Regions from separate parts of the Gasterosteus aculeatus genome. Here region 2 is linked to region 1. A link is a contact called in public Hi-C data. All regions are on one chromosome and are shown on one strand. The core of a region is the stretch at or near the end of the contact, and the rest is flanking DNA. Distances in the headings are between cores, read along the strand shown. Region 1 overlaps fbxl17 (F-box and leucine-rich repeat protein 17). Region 2 has its middle 47 kb from the start of LOC144386378.

Evidence for each region. A called contact is a pair of places that touch in the nucleus more often than the background predicts.
Region 2: a Hi-C map of tail fin shows a contact between it and region 1, with 3 times the contacts expected there. The contact joins two enhancer-like sites. A contact is called at or near these places in 4 of 6 Hi-C or Micro-C datasets (skeletal muscle, tail fin and whole body).

The regions. Positions count from the first base shown.
Region 1 is chr13:6,903,387-6,908,043 of fGasAcu3.hap1.1, forward strand. The region is part of intron 6 of fbxl17 (F-box and leucine-rich repeat protein 17); the gene reads left to right. Among protein-coding and RNA genes, the nearest start is that of fbxl17, 14 kb to the left of the region's middle. Within about 2 kb of position 2,520, at least 1 of the 9 cell types and tissues checked has open chromatin away from gene starts, as enhancers often do.
Region 2 is chr13:7,276,133-7,280,789 of fGasAcu3.hap1.1, forward strand. No RefSeq gene overlaps it. Among protein-coding and RNA genes, the nearest start is that of LOC144386378, 47 kb to the right of the region's middle. Within about 2 kb of position 2,524, at least 1 of the 9 cell types and tissues checked has open chromatin away from gene starts, as enhancers often do.

The sequences.
Region 1 (4,657 bases), core at 1,270-3,769:
GTCCAGAAGCGGAACACTTTCCTCTTTATTTCAGGTTGATCAAACGGCATCACCTGTGCGGTGTGTCCTTTAGTGGGACTGTTAAATGCGTCTCCCACGCTGCTCCTGTACGGTGATGCTTGAAGCCCGTGATGCACCTAAAGCCTCCGTTTACTCGTCATTCTAGTATTTCTTTGTTCTCCCTTAAGCTTGAGTTTGTATATATTTTGCCCAAAAGCAGCATTGAGCGCTGGATCCCTCGTTGTTGTCGCCGTCAGCGTCTGTGCCGGGCGACGGTTCAGTGCTTTGCGCCTGTTGATGGATTGGCAGAGGGGGAGGCGGCTTGCTGTTGATTGACAGTTGGGGCTGGGAGTGGGCAGATGGCCTGTGGTGGCTGTAAATATGAAGCCTCCGTGACAGGTGGAGGTCAGTGTGGTGGGAGGTAGAGGAGCAGCGAGCCCGGTGGGAGGGTGTCCTCGGCACACTTGTTACAAAAACATGGAGACATCACGTCTTTGCTCCAGTAAACACTCCAATTCAAAGCCTCAGTCTGTGATTGGTGTATTAGTTCACAGCGCCGTCCCTGCCTAAACCGCCACAACGCGTGTGAGCGTGATATTTAAGAAATATCTTATTATAGACAGTTCTAGAAGTGGATGCATATGTATGTTATGAAAGTGAACTTAAATATTCTCAAGGCACATCTCATTTTATATGTAGGTGAAACAAGCTTACGTTGGACAATATATGTCAAAGGGATAAAGTAGGTACAAAGGGAACTGAACAGAACTGGTGAGCACTGAGAAACTCCACCAATGCGTTTTCTTTCAGTCAAAATGTGATTGTCTGACTTTCCTTTTGTTTGTGACTTATCGTTTGTGGGAGGTGGTGTTGTATTCAGATTGCAGCTCTTTACCTACCTGAACTGTATTGATGGAAAGGGTAATCTGTGTCTGTGCAGACGCACCTAATGATATTCAGGAAACTGCTCTCCTTTTAAACTTTACCTTCCTGCATTGATCTCTTTCTCTCCCTGTACGAGTGGTCGTTCCGCTGTCTGCTGGAGCCGTGCCAGAGTAGTGTGCGATTGCACCTACATATTTATATTCATACGCTTTCCAACGTGGCCCTCTGCTATGCTGCGTACCCCAGGAATGTGTCGGGGGACGTCCATGTTGACCCGCCCGGACTCTGGAGGATCCCCTGTGAGGCACCAGGTCAGGGAAAACCACCCTTCCTCCTCCTGCAGCGTCGCATCAAGGGAAGATGATTTTGTCTATTTCTTCCCCTCCTTATTTAAGATTCTGGCAGCTTTGCGTGGAAGAAAGGACAGACTTGTGCATTCGGTGAATCTGTTTAGTTAAAAAGAAAGAGGGGAAAAAGGGCAACAGAACACGGCAGAGAGAGGGAGGGAGGAAGGATGACATTTAGATGGTATTTCTATTAAAAAAAATACATGAATGCTGTGAGATTCTTTTTAAATGATTTTGCATTCATCAAAATCAGCTTTTAGTCAATGCGGTTGACTTGGATGGATGATCTTAAAAAAGGCCGGATGTATGCTCTGGATTTTTCCTTTGCCTAATCGATCGTCGCTACAGACACCTGACTGGCTCATTTGAAAAGCATGAAAAGTAAGTTTGCTGTGCATCATTGCCTTCGTGCAGGTCTACTGGCCTGGTTAGCCGGTGTACGGCCTCGCTGTTACACGCGGGGGTTCCACGCGGTTCTCTGTGCTCGCCAGACAGGAGCTTTACTGGCAAATATATCAACGTGTGCAGAGGGATCACGCTGTCCTCCCTTGATCCCGCCAGATCCTCGACCCTTCACTTGATTTGCTGAGTCTATAGAGCCGCGTTCATGCCACATGGCCGGGGGGGCGATAAGATGGGTAGCAATTGGAGTCCTTTGGGACAGTTTTGTGTCTACAAACAATCCAAAACCATCTTATAAAAACACCTATTGGCGGGTCGGAAATCTGTTCACTCGGTGATTGCTGCGGTTAGGGCACGAGGGCCGCACCTCTATCACGACACTTTGCTGTGATAATCGGTGAATTGAATCAGTGAATTTGGACCCAAAACCCGTAGGACAGGTGACGCCTAGGATGACAAACTAAATGGAGCCTTATTTGAAGGATCATTGAGAGTCACGGTACGATTGTGTTCCTGTGCTGAGGCTCCTCTTCTACTTCGTCAGCTGGTGGTATATGAGAGGATCGGGGTGGGGGAGGTCTGCTGACAGGGGGGAATTATACAGTTCTCCGCTGCTATATGGGAATCCGCAGCACCAGGTAGCCAGTCAATGCTGTGTGTGTGTGTGTGTGTGTGTGTGTGTGTGTGTGTGTGTGTGTGTGTGTGTGTGTGTGTGTGTGAGCGGATGCAAACTCATCCTGCCTCTCCCCCTCCCAGCATCGCTTCTCTGTCTTTCTCCCTGTAATAAAGAAGAGTATTTATTTCCCCCTCTCTGGTCTCTTAAAGGGAGTCGGGGACTGAGCTGATATTAGACGTGTGTGTGTGTGTTTTGTAGGGGTGTGTGTGTGTGTCTTACTCTCACGTCTGCTCGTCCCAAACGTACTGTTGCGTCTTCTTGCGTGCTAACACATAGAGATTGAAAGTTGCTGATTCCGAGCCGCCGGGACCCGAGGGCCGGGCGAGGGGGGTCGGGGGCCTCTGGCGGGGGCTGATTGAGCTGTGCTGAGCCGAGGTAGAAAAGTTACAGTAGCTTGCTTCTACCTGACGGTGCCGATGGAGCTTTATCAGCATTGCAGATCCGCTCCGGCAGAAGTCTTGTGCGGGCGAGCAAAACCCTTGTGAGACTCTGGCCCACGTGGGGGCCTCAGGCCAACGAGCCGTCTAGTTTGTCTCACCGAGCCTCGGGCTCTTTGGGGAGGGGGGGCAGTTTACCCGTTTCTCTAGTGTGAGAATATGTAAGATCCATTTAATTGCCGATCATTTGGACACAATCACTCGCTTACTGTACGAGCCTCTCTTGTTACCTCTTGGTGCAGCTGTACGTTGTTATTCGACAGCAACTGCATGTGTCCTTTTGAATCCCTCATGCAAGCTAATTAGGATAATGGTAACCATCGATGTCATGTTGGATTGTTCACAAATGTTGGTTGGCTCCCCTTAAGCGGGACCAGTGTTGTCTCTTGACGTGCAGTGGCGTGCTGGTGAATCAGCTCTTTGCGGCGGTGGGACCGAGCCTGACAGTCGGCACAGCGTAGATGATTTATGAGCGGCCAGGAGAGTCAGAGATGGATGAGGAGAAGTAACTTTGATCAAAGTTTTCCCTCTAACAACACAAGAGCGCTCGCTCTTGGTCCCCGTCGATGTCTGGCGGTGCCCCCCCCCCCCCCTCCGGGGGCAGAGGGGAGGGGCTTTGCTGTCCAGGGGGCAGCAGCCGAGTGCAAACGGTGCACGGAGGAGACGCCTTTGTCGCTAGTCTGTGTGTCGCGAGTGGGGGGGGATCTGTATGCAGCCAATGCGTTGACAAGCCAACGGGCCAGGTGGATTGTGGGACGTGTAAACCCGCGACTGCACAATCTAAAATTGTGTTTTATGTTTCTTTCTACTCACACAAATAATTGATAATCTGTTCTGTTAACAAATAAAGGAGTTTGTTGTCTGTGGCTAAAATAAAATAAAGACTAGGTCCTGTAGGGTTGATTTGTATGCACAGCCTGAAGTAGAAGTAGGCCTCACGTGGATATTTATGTTTTAATTCCAAGCCTGCTTCTGCCGCCGGCCAATTATTATTAAGAACCAGAGAGAATTTCTTTTTTCAGACAAGATCGGTATTTATGTCCAAGCTTTGACTTGTGACAAAAATGACCAAAGAACACCACTTACACGTGGAGGAAGGGGGTTTCCTTTTAACCGAAGGGTTTAAAGCGATGTGTCACATCCCTGATTGGAGTCCAGCCGAGCTCCTGCGTCGCACATCCTCCGTCCTTCTCTCAGTGCTCCCATCTCCTGTCGTGATGAAGAACGGGTGGCGCGAGAGGCCACTGCCATACAAACACCACCCTGTAATTGGACACGTGCACAGACACGGACAGGTCGGCTTGTGCTGCAGCCTCTTTCCGGGCTTAGATGTTCGGTCTCCCAGGCTCCCGTGGCTCTCCGGCACAGCGGGTCTCCGCTCATCTGCTGCCTTTTGAGCAGGTTGAACCCTAATCCCGTCCCAGTCGCCCCCCCCCCCCCGCAGAGGGGTTTACCTGGCTCCTCTCGCAGGGACCAATCAAGCACAGATACCTGGCACAGAGTTCCTGTGTTGAGATTCTTCAGACGATACGCAGGAAGTGGTCGCAGTCCAAGAGACGACGCTCCTTGGCTTGTGGACTTCCGCGTCGAAGTTCAGAGTGTGAGGCACTTCGGCGTGGGATTTACTTTTCAGACCTGGAGGTCACAGTCGAATTGAGAAGAAGACCTCCGACATGGATGAAAAAGAAACCCAGTTTTTGCAGATGGGTCTAGTCTGGTTTACATTCGTCATTGTCTCAGCCCTGCTTTTGGCTGGCCTTCTGTAGTATCGGATATCAAAGACATGTTTGTCTCACCAGCCGTTTGCCATTGTTTTTCACATTTGGTGCTCTTCATGTCCTGTGTGATGTCAGTCGGCCATTTGTCTTCCATTAATGTGGCAACAGTGTTGCAAAAGACATCGCTCACCT
Region 2 (4,657 bases), core at 1,274-3,773, 370 kb after region 1:
GCAAAAAAAAACATTAAAGCCTTTCCTTAACACTGATTTAGCTTCATGTGGAAGATCATTCAGGATGATGGTGTGACTCTGTAGGGTTATTAAATGCGGGATGTATTCCAGGATTTTAGTTTTATAGTAAAATACATTTTTTCTTCTGTAATGTAGTTACACTGACGCTTGGATATGAAGTTTAGTCTGAAGATCTATAGACTCTATCGGACCTCAAATATCAAAATACATATGAAAGTCAAATTCTCCCATCAAAACAATTACATAAATGAATCATAGTTATATTAAGCTCAAAACAACTTTTCCTTTAATTATTTTTCAGTTTAAACATATTATTTTACATTGTGAAAACTATTGATCTGGATTTGACTACATACATAATTAATTAATTATTTAACTTTTAATTTACTTAATTGTCTGTAGCCATCTCATTACATGGCATGTAAATAAAAGTGTAATTCCACGTTACGTTAAAGAATTATTAAGTTAAAGAAGAGCATCGTGGTAGTGCTGAAAAAAGGGCTCTTAAACTAAATAAAATGTGTCCGGAAACAACGTAACCTGAAGTCACAACTGTAACTATGTATCTTGAAATGGGAAAAGCGTTCTTATTGCAAACAAAATGATTTACAGATTGTTGTTGGTGAGAGCTGAGACCCCTTTTCATTTCTAATGGTCGGGGGCCCAGACCCTTGGATGTTAAACCACTGACGAATGAGCCCATGGTATCTGACTTCATTCAAGATATGATCTCCAGCCTCCAAAGTGAAGTGACACCGTGCGAACGAAAAACTCTTTTCTCATCCATCTTTTGCCAAATTGGCCGCATCTCCTTGCCGGTGTCTACGCAGCAGCCCGCTATCGGTCCGGCACCGACTGAGGGAAATGGACCAGACTAGTCGGACTTCTGCTCTGTCAACAGAACAAAAACATAATGCTTCATGTTCTGTATAAGAATGAGACCAGCAGACTGTTAAAGGAAGCTGCCTTAATCAATAGTATGATTACTCTTAAGGAAAATATCAAGTCATGCGTGGCAATGTTTGGACTCCGCTGTATTATAATCAGTGAAAAGGGGACTCTGTGTCCTCTGGCTGAGGGAATAACTATAGAGGAAGTAAAGAGAAGGATAAAGCAGACATGATGTTTATATTGAGGCTGTGGATTAAAAGCCACAGGCACATTCTCTAATCCCATATAACATTTTTCTAGTTTCAGCCCACCCACCAAGTTTATTATAATCGGAACATCAAGCTTCCAATATCGCGTTTCTGTCTATTCCCCCTTTGTCCCACTCATCAGTCTCTCTCTGGTGTGTTTCCCCGATCGATGAAACTCTCCGCGTTGCAGCCGTGGCCTGAATGAAGCTACTGTCTCCACGCGGACCTGCTGACCAGATGCTATTAGCTTTTAATCGAGATGAGACCGGCTCTTGATGGAAGTGACCCGATAGGTACAGTGTGGGGCCTCGGCTGCAAGCTGTCGGCAGCACCTGTGCACACGATATAGGATGTGAGGTCGTTCTTGAAGCGGCGGTTAGCAAACACGTGGGGGGAATGAGAATGTGTCAGGGGGGGACGTGACACAATAAGTTGCTTTCAAAGTATTGCAAGGAATTTGTGCAGCATCGGAGTCTTGGTGCATCAACAAATTGTATCGCTAACTATCCTGCTGCACGGAAACAAAGATGTAAAGCCTCTTTTACATCTGATCGAAAGTAAAAGAGGCTTGTTGGAACGTAATTCTACATTCAGATCTCTTCTCAAACTGCGCAATCTATTTGTTTTATTTTGCTTATAAGGAAGGATACTTGGCAGCAGATGACGTTTCCCATTGAAGACAGTTTCTCTTCTCACTGTATTTGTCTGTGTGTTGCTGCAGCTGAGGTGAGAACTTGCCCACTGGAGCTCTCATCATTCACATACTAGCTGTGGCAGGACTGGCAAGCAGCAGAAGCTCCTTCAAGAGTACTCAACGACAAAACATTTTTATACTGTCATTTCCTCCGCGAATACAAAAGAGCTCCTCTTCACCTGTCAACATGATTATTCACTCCAAGGTTTTCCCGTTGAATGCGGACTGGTGGTCTTGCTTTCCCACATGGAGCTGTGGGAAGTCTTGAGATTTGGGACAAAGGAGGCCTACAACTCTGCCTGGATTACCTCATGCCTTTGGTCCCTGAAGTGGCCCGTCCGTCTCTCTGGCCCCTCTTCAGGAACAAGTAAGGAAGGTACGTAGAAAGCACATGCAAAAGAGAGGAAGAGCAGTGTGGGCAAGAGCATAAAAGCCGCTGGTAGGGAAACGGACTGTGTAAGCTAAAAAGGGGGAGAGCAAGAAAGGGGGTGGAAGACAGAAAAGGAGGGGTCAGATGTTTAGTATTCATCCATGTTTGTATGATTGGGCCAAGTAGGGCAATTAGTCCAGATGGAGAATAGAGATTGGGTCTGAGCACAGGACTACTGATTCCCACAAGAGTTTCCTCTGGGACGCAGTTCACCTGGTCCCAACCTCCAGTCCAGTCCTCGGGGGCAGCTGACCTCACACAGCACTCAGCATGGCAAACGCAGACACATTAATGACCAGGCTCCCACCTACTGCTCGCACATATAAGCCTCTGGCCACTGACCCGTGGCGCTGTTTACCAGAGTGAGTCACCTGAGGACGTTCTGCAATATGGCTTTTTCATTGCTTTCATCGTCGCATCGTGCAGCACATTACAATCGTTCTAAATGGTGGCTGGAAAATGTTCTCCGAGGACACTTTCAGATACCTTTTGCTGCATTAAAGATGCAAATGCAACAATTGCTTGAAAAAAAAAAAGCAGTGCGTTGGAATAAGAATGAGTTTGAATGAGCCCCGAACATTAACTGCATGGAACGTTATAGACTGCTATAAGAGCCGTAAGGCACTACAATTCACTGTTTGATCTGGGTCCAGATTCAGCCACCGAAACAGACCATCTTTTAGTCCCAGAAACCCTGCACAGCCTTGATTAACTGTTCCTGGAGCAGGTTGACAGCTGGCGTCTTCTTTTACACATTTTGCCTGGATTTACTTAGTCTCAGCATAGCTTTTGTACTCAAGTTGAATACATGACAGTTAACGGAAATCCCTGATTAAATTTACATCTCACTTGAGCAAGAATCTGGACCTTCTGAAATCTGGAGAGTCCAAGTGAAAAAAATAAGATTGTTTGGAGTCAGATATGAAATCTTTGTGGTTAAAATGCAAGCTGCGAGGCATCTTCCGCCTCACTATCTCAGAGTGTAGCTGCCTCGGGGCATCGAGTGTTTCAAATCATAAATGAATTGCAAACAACCGCTAATATCTCACCAGACTGGGCGTCATTGATTTTAACCTGAGCGCATGGGGAAAAAAAAGAGAATCGCTTTGCAAGCCTGAGTCCGAAGGTGAGTAACTTCACCTCACGGTGTAAAATAATTGTTCCGTTCTTTGATATAATTGTAGGTGCCTTAAGGACCGACCGACTGTGACTAATGGCTGCATGGATGGCTTCTGGGCAACAGGTGTATTTTTACATGTTGATATTACTCCATCTGACTGCTCCCTCCACCCCGGGTGTCTATTCACTGGTGCAGGACACTGACTACAAAGAACAAACGGAGATGTGTACAACAACTCCACGAGATAATACTTGCCGTTGCTGTAATGATGACCTGACATTGTTACAGAGCACATTCAATTTCAGCTTATACAGCTACCAAGAGCGCCTCAGGCATTTAGAGCTTTGCCTGAAGACTATCCTTGATTATCATTTTTGCAAGCTTGTACCTTGTAGTCTGTCAGCGTCTGTTCTGCACATATGTATCATAGTTTGTCTGTGGATACAGTATGTGTTCGCAATGCAGCTGAATGCATTTTAATGAGATGAATATATTCATTCAATGTTTTTCATTCATTTGCTTATGCACAAATGAATGCAGTCTTGTATTCATGTAGCGCGGAGCCACATGCTGACGCCACAATACATTCTGTGCATGCAACATTTAGAAAAGCAGATTGTAATCATGGTTGTATTATATACTATATGGAATTTAAGTTTGGGGTTTTTGGCCTCACAGGTCCGGCCCGCCTTATTTCTGTCCTGCATTTTGTTTGGTTATTTACACATTTATTTCCACTGACACACGTCAGCCTCCGCGGCACTCAGCGGCTCACTCAAGCTGGGTCCGTCTTTGGTGACATCTGGCATCATCAGTGCATGACTGTGGAGATATCCACACGTCACCGTACTGAATGCTTCCCATTGATCTACACTCGCCTGACACTGTGACTGACAGAGCCAATCAGCCTATCACGGCCCTGGAGACGGACACACACTCATTTACAGGTGAGATGGGGATGCGATGAGTATGATTGATTGACAGACTGTCACCGAGCCACTGGGGCGTGACAAAAAACCCACCTCCGCACAGCAGGGGAGCCATATTTTGTTGGTGGATGAGGGCGTACGAGTAGGTTGATGCTTTTGCAGCAGTGTGTATGTATGGAGGTGTTTGCAAGTGTAGGTGGTCAGCCCCATACAGATTACCCAGTGCACCTTGAGTGTGTTGACAGGTAAAGAATCAGGCTGTCAGGTTGGCCCGGCCCACGTCCTCAAATGTATCCTCATAGACACGCTGACATGAAGATATGA